Regions from separate parts of the Mus musculus genome. Here region 1 is linked to region 2. Evidence: chromatin contacts called from public HiChIP or PLAC-seq data. All regions are on one chromosome and are shown on one strand. The core of a region is the stretch at or near the end of the contact, and the rest is flanking DNA. Distances in the headings are between cores, read along the strand shown.

Region 1 (3,395 bases), core at 328-2,827, 120 kb before region 2:
GTGTGTCTTTTTTCTGTTGTGGGGAAAGGAGCGGGGAGGGATCAATCTCCAAAGACATGTCTATGCAGTCAGAAGTGAAACAGAGGAAATAAAAGTCAGGGGTCTGCTACCCTCAAGGGTGAGGACAAGGGAAACTCGGGAAGGAAGGAGAATTGAAGCGCTCTTCCTCGGTGTTTCTTTCTCTGCCTTCTGCTTATCCCGAGCAATCCCACTGGCTGTGACACTCTGGGAAGAGTCAAAGGCCTTTGCAACCGTGCAGTGTAGGTGCTCTGACTGAGCTGGTGCAGCAGCCAACCGCGATGTCAGTAAAGGGCTTGCTTGCCTTATAAGCATGAGGATTAAGTTCAACCCCTCAGAGCCCATATAAAAAGCCAGGCATGGTGGTGTCTGCCTGCGATGTCTGCTGGAGAGGAGACAGGCAGAGTCCTGGGGATTGAGGAGATAGAGACAGGCAGACCCTGGGGTTTGGGAAGGTGGAAGCAGGCAGAACCACAGGTTTCCAGCACCAGCCAACCTTACCTCCCTGATAAGTTCCAGGCCAGTGAGATGTCTCAAAACCAGGTGTATGACATCAGAGGAATGACAGTGAGATCTGACCTCTCCAGACCCACACTCACACTGTTGTCTTAGCTTAAAGACCTGAACAGTAACGGAAGTGACTGTGAGCCTTCCAAACCCAAGCCTTAACAGTCACTAAAATCTGCATTGTCCCCTCAGCAACATCTATAATGACCATTGGCTCCCTCCTGCTGCTCAGATTTGTCTCTAACAGGATGACACGTGCATTTCCTTAACAACGTGCTTCTCTTAGTTCTTGTATTTGCTGTGTGTCTGCGGAGAAATCGCTCGCGTCTCTGGGCTTCAGTTCTTTGAACACACTGGGAGTATATATCTAGCCTATTTGATTGGCATGATTATTTTGAGGATCTGATGGTGTGTTCTAGACCAAACAACACACGTTTTCTTCCATATGTGGGTTCTTCGTGTGGCAGGCACATAGAACCATATATGTACTGATGATGTGAAAGTGGAGGTGAAAGTCTTTGGGGAGCAGAGAGGGGTTCACAGGAGTGAGAAGGCAAGAAACACTGCAGGCAGCAGGTGTTGAATTGTCCCAGAGGTCCAGTTTCCTCATCTATGTGACTCCAGGGCTGGCTGCAGACATGCTGACCTCCCCCATCTCTGTCGGCACAGGGCACATGTCGGCCTACCCCTCCTTGTTCACTTCTGTGCATCCCTCTGACCATGGATTCTGACAGGACTGTATCTGGGTATCCATCCTTTTCCATTTCTCCTGTTGAACCAGGAAGTAGATTCTCCCCAGCTGGAAAGCGCTTCCTTTCTCTTTTCAGGAAGTGGCCTGAACTCAATCTCTTCACCCCTTTCACTCTCATGGCTAATTCTAGAAGGATCCTGAATGTGCGCACCTCCGTGGGGTAAAGGCGGTCCATAAGGACGCCCTTTAACTCCTCTGACTACCAGATTGTGGGCTCACTGGGGCCCCTGGCCTGCCTGACGGGTCCTTTCAACCTTCCTCCGAGGGCCAGTCTGTGACTGCACAGAAGAGGGCGCTCTTGTGCAGAGCCGGGACTGGCTTGCCGGGAGGAGTTTCCCGGTTCCTGTTAAGCCTGTGACCTCTGCTGAGGATATTAGATAAAAGGGATCATCACCACTGCCTGCATGTTCTGCAAAATGCAGACAAAACCCGCCAAACTGATAAAATGTTAGGGAACGCCTGGCGAGGCGGAAGGCTGCTCTCCCATCTTCCTGTCCTCCAATGGTCTGAGAGGATGCGGCCAGCTTTTATCAGCTTCCTCCCCTTCCAGCACGCTCACCTCTGTGAAAACCATCAAAGAATGGGGATAAAAACAGTCGTGTGTTTGTTCCAGAGTCTGAGGACTGCTCTCGCTGTTTTGGAAATTACTTACCAGGAACTCATTTTGTCAAACAGACATTTACTGAAAGCCGGGTGTTCAGCTTTTTGACACTTTCAGGAGCAGGCTTCAAGCTCCTTCCTTGCCTGGGCTCTGCTTCCCTCTCTAGTCTAGTTTCCCGATAATTGCCTGTGCGCTGGTTCTTCCCGCCTCCGGCTTTATTGTCACATTCCCATTTTGCTAGAATTATTTTTCTGGCTCCTTTTTTTATTATAATCTTCAGAGCTCAGCATAAATGTCATGTTCTCAAAGATTTTCCCGGGTGTATGCAGTATTCAGAGTTCCACGGATAGGGAAAACAAGAGGAAATGGACAGAGGGATGGAAGATAGACTGATAGACTTATATGATATTGGCATACATTCAAGATATATATGCTATATACAGATAAATTAGTATTGACATGTTCAAGATACATTGAGTGTATGTTCCAGGAATAATATGAAAATACACACACGGTAAAGAGATAGGTTATTTATTTGTGTCTCTTTCTCTCCATAAATGTGTGTGTGTGTGTGTGTGTGTGTGTGTGTGTGTGTGTGTGTGTTGTACTTACAGAGGCTAAATCCTAATGTACACAGGAGGCAAACTGGAAACCCTGGAGAACCGACGGTGTGCTTCTGGCCCAGCTGTTATTGTCTATTCTCATCAATATTCAGAGACTGATTTCCCAGCTGATTTCAAAGAGGCCGAGGGAAAGGGAAAAGGGGAGGGAGAGAGAGAGGAGAGGGAGAGGTAGGGAGGAGGGAGAGGGAGGGGGAGAGACAGACAGGGAGACAGAGACGGGGGGTGAGAAACAGAGAGACAGAGAGAGACAGAGAATGCTCCCTTCCCCAGCTTTTGTGTTCTGCTCAGACTGTCCATAGGTTGAATGAGGCTCTGCTCCATTTGTAATCTGTTAACTCATGCTAGTGATTCAGGCTCAGTTGTTAAAGGTGCTCCACGGTACAGTGGTGACCCGAGTTTGAGAGCCTAGACTGACATGGTGAAAGAAGAGAACTGACTCCTCTGGCCTTCATATACACACCAAATTAATAAGTTTCTCTCTCTATCCCCGGAGCTTAGGAAACCACAACTCTTCCAGTATACATTTGAACAAAATAAATACAGATTTTAAAGAGAAGGGAGAAGTAAAAGGCAAGCTTTATTTTGTTTGTTTGTTTGTTTGTTCTGATCTGTTCTGTTCTGCCTAAAGTGTTGAGGACCAAACCCAGTCCTCACATTTGCTAGACCAGTGATCTACCACTGAACTACACTCCCAGCCCTGGGTACTATTAATAGATGCTTATGACAATGTGAAGAACAATAGCCCTACTCTTTCTGGAAGTTAGGAAAGGCTTTGAAGTGAGGCATTAGAACCGTGGATGGCAAGCCCAGCAGACAATGGAGCACGATGGAATAGGAGCAAGATTTGAAGAACAGGCCAAACAGTGTGGGCTATTGTATGAGCTTTGGGGATTGA
Region 2 (3,105 bases), core at 582-3,081:
GGGGTAGCATTGGAAATGTAATTGAGGAAAATACGTAATAAAAAAAATTTGTAGTCTAGCCAATGTGATATTGAGGACCCTGACTAGATCTAGAAAGGAGAGTGAAGAGGGCCAGGAGACAAATGGACAGACTGACAGATAGTGTATGCTTCATGTAATAGACTTGTGCTTTAGGCCTAAGAAAATATACAGCTTATTTAACAACGATATGCAAAAAGCTCACAATAATACAAAGAAACACCACAAACAAAGCCTAAAACCTTTCTTCCATGTTTTCTGGATATGCTTTACTATTATTTAGACTACTAGGGATGTCTTTGTTTTAAAAGGAACATTCTATTTCAGAGCTAAGATTGATTACAAACTTGTGCTGGCCAAGAAAAGACATTGAATACTGTCACCCCAATTTACCATGTCACTAATTTGGCAACAGGGGGATTATTCTTAATGGATTGAAAGAAAAATGTCATTTGTTTCCCTGTGTGTATCTAAAGCCAATATTTCATGCTTCTTAAATTTCAAAGCTGTTAGGTCACAGACCGTAAGAGCTCACACAGGCATTAAGACATACCTATAGCCAAATCCCTTCACTTCGCAGAGGAGAAAAATATCTAAGGACATTGTCTAACTCCAAACCTAACACACTGCTAAGGATGCCAAAACTAGCACCTGAGTTCTGACATTTTACAGCCCTCTTCCAGAGACATTTTTATAAATCACTTGACCATTACCAAAGATATACTTCTTGCCCATTGGACTACAGGCCGATGGTGGTAATCCCCAGGAATGCCTGGGACCCCCTCCTCTTCGGACAGATTCTCAAATTTATTAACTACAAGAAAAGTATATGAAGGTAGATTTTGTCTTGAGGAATTAATACTTAAACCTAAGAGATTAAAAGTTTTAATTAACATGGCTGCCTGAGAAAAAGACAGTAGGTGATTCTTCCCCTTTCTCGGGTGAGGAAACACACACACTAAGAAGAAGAAAAAAAAAACCTGACAAAACAACAAAACCCCATGGCCATAGAAATAATCTGAAGTAAGCACTGTCTACCCTGGGCTGCAATCTGCAGCGTGGTGCCTGTGTGACTCTGTAGCACACTGGAGACTTAGCAAGGCCTCTAGCCCAATCAATAAATAATGCGCAGATGAGAGATTGAGGTCTCGGCAGCTCTACAAAAATCTATTAAAAGGAATCCCAGTTCCCTTTGGAGTTGCAGTCCCTCTCTTAGCTCTGCCAGGAGGTTTTTACTTTATTTGTTCTTGCATTTTGGATGGCCTCCTCCATTGGCCAGGGGATAGATTTGATTATGTCATTCCATTTGTCCCTTCCCAGCCTGTCTCTGTGATTGAAGTGGGTTGGAAATGGATCCAGGACTTGCTGCCTGAATGAGAGTCAAGAAAACTTCTCAACAACCTTGTTCCCAGTACCCCCACTGGGAGGGTCACCATGACCACAGGATGCCCAGGGTTCTGTTTGTGCCCCAGCTATACACAGTCCATAATCTTCTGTAGAGCCAGACAACATCACCAAAGTCTGTGACAAGCACTTTTCAATACTCTCTCTCTCTCTCTCTCTCTCTCTCTCTCTCTCTCTCTCTGTGTGTGTGTGTGTGTGTGTGTGTGTGTGTGTGTGTGTGTGTGAGAGAGAGAGAGAGATAAAGGGGTTCACAGACCTGTGCACACACATGTGGAGGTCAACATCAGGTGATCAGGTGTTCTCCTCTGTCACCCTTCATGCCAACTTTTTGAGACAGGTTTACTCACTATGTTAGAATGACTATTGCTATGATGAAAAACTGTAACCAAAAGCAAGGTGAGGAAGGACTATTTGGCTTATGCTTTCGCTTCACAGCTCATCATCAACACAAGTCAGGACAGGAACCTAGAGGCAGGAGCTGATGGATGCAGAGGCCATGGAGGGATGCTAAGTTACTTGCTCCTCCTAGCTTGCTCAGCCTGCTTCCTTATAGAACCAGGACCACTATCCCCAAGATGGTACCCAGAATGGACTGGGCCCTCTCCCATCAATCACTAATTAAGAAAGTCCCCTACAGGCTTGCCTGCAGCATATCATATGGGGGGCATTTTTCTTGGGATTCCCTCCTCTCAGACGATTTTAGCTTATGTCATGTTGACATAAAACTAGCCAGCACAACCACTGACCCTGAAGTTTACCTATTTGGTTAGACCAGCTGCATGGCAATCCCAGGGGTTCACCTGCTTCTGTTTCTTCAGGATCAGAGTTACAGATACACTCCACTGCACCCCACTTTTTACATGCTGAGGTATGAGTTAGGATCTTCTTGCTTGTCAAGCAAGCACATTACTAATTGAAACTTTCCACAGCTTCAAAACTTAACTCTTGGAGGGGAGAAGTTACCTGTTATTGACAGTATACCACATCCGTGTAGAAACCACAGCATACCCACAACAAGACTTTCTGGCCAGCTGTGTGCATCTGGCAAACTGAAGAGCCAGCTCATGAGCGAATGCACTGCAGCTCAGAAGGGCTGAAGGAGTTTCTCATCAGCTTCCTTTATAGACAAGGAGGGCCACTGATGAAATTTAAAATACAGAGAGGCATGCCCACTAAATCATTATATGTACATAAAATGCCTCCGTAAGCTTCCAGGGCATTTTATTGTGAACTCCAAAGCGACACACTGCGATCTGCACAGCTCTCCGTGCAATGATGCCTAATCACAGCAAGCTGCTCCCTGGAATTCAAGACAGCCGGCCTTTGGCCAGAGACGGCTGCCATGCTTCCAGTTCCATGAGGAGATGAGGGAGGCTTGCTCTAGAAGCTGGAAAGTGACAGCCTCCTGCCAGACTTGCTATAGCCATGCTTTCTTCCAAGTTTAAAGGTGGAGAACACATCTGCTCCTGGCAGGCCCAGCAATGCTTCGTAGGCACAGCCCCCTGAGAATGCAGCTGCTGTACTTTTAATTTTTTTTTCAGAGATCACATCCCTTTCCAATCTTGGAAGCATTCTGGCCCTTCCATGAATGGAGAAGGCTCTCATGCAGACCAGCAAGCAGCCATCCATCGGATTCCGGTTATGCAGAGGACAGAACACACTGCACCAGAGCCAAAGGCAGAG

Evidence for each region. HiChIP or PLAC-seq counts read pairs in DNA pulled down with a chosen protein or histone mark.
Region 1: a contact with region 2 is called in a CTCF HiChIP or PLAC-seq map of CD8 T cells, with 6 read pairs. The contact joins two enhancer-like sites. A contact is called at or near these places in 1 of 15 datasets of contacts at CTCF or cohesin (CD8 T cells), 2 of 484 Hi-C or Micro-C datasets (embryonic stem cells and nephron progenitors) and 3 of 115 datasets of contacts at active chromatin or transcription factors (CD8 T cells, double positive thymocytes and memory CD8 T cells).

What each region holds. Positions count from the first base shown.
Region 1 is chr1:184,233,968-184,237,362 of GRCm38.p6, reverse strand. No RefSeq gene overlaps it. Among named protein-coding and RNA genes, the nearest start is that of Gm34177, 94 kb to the left of the region's middle. Within about 2 kb of position 1,577, at least 58 of the 459 cell types and tissues checked have an H3K27ac peak or open chromatin away from gene starts, as enhancers often do. A contact at or near this core is called in CD8 T cells and double positive thymocytes, where this site is marked.
Region 2 is chr1:184,117,502-184,120,606 of GRCm38.p6, reverse strand. No RefSeq gene overlaps it. Among named protein-coding and RNA genes, the nearest start is that of Dusp10, 85 kb to the right of the region's middle. Within about 2 kb of position 1,831, at least 38 of the 459 cell types and tissues checked have an H3K27ac peak or open chromatin away from gene starts, as enhancers often do. A contact at or near this core is called in CD8 T cells and double positive thymocytes, where this site is marked.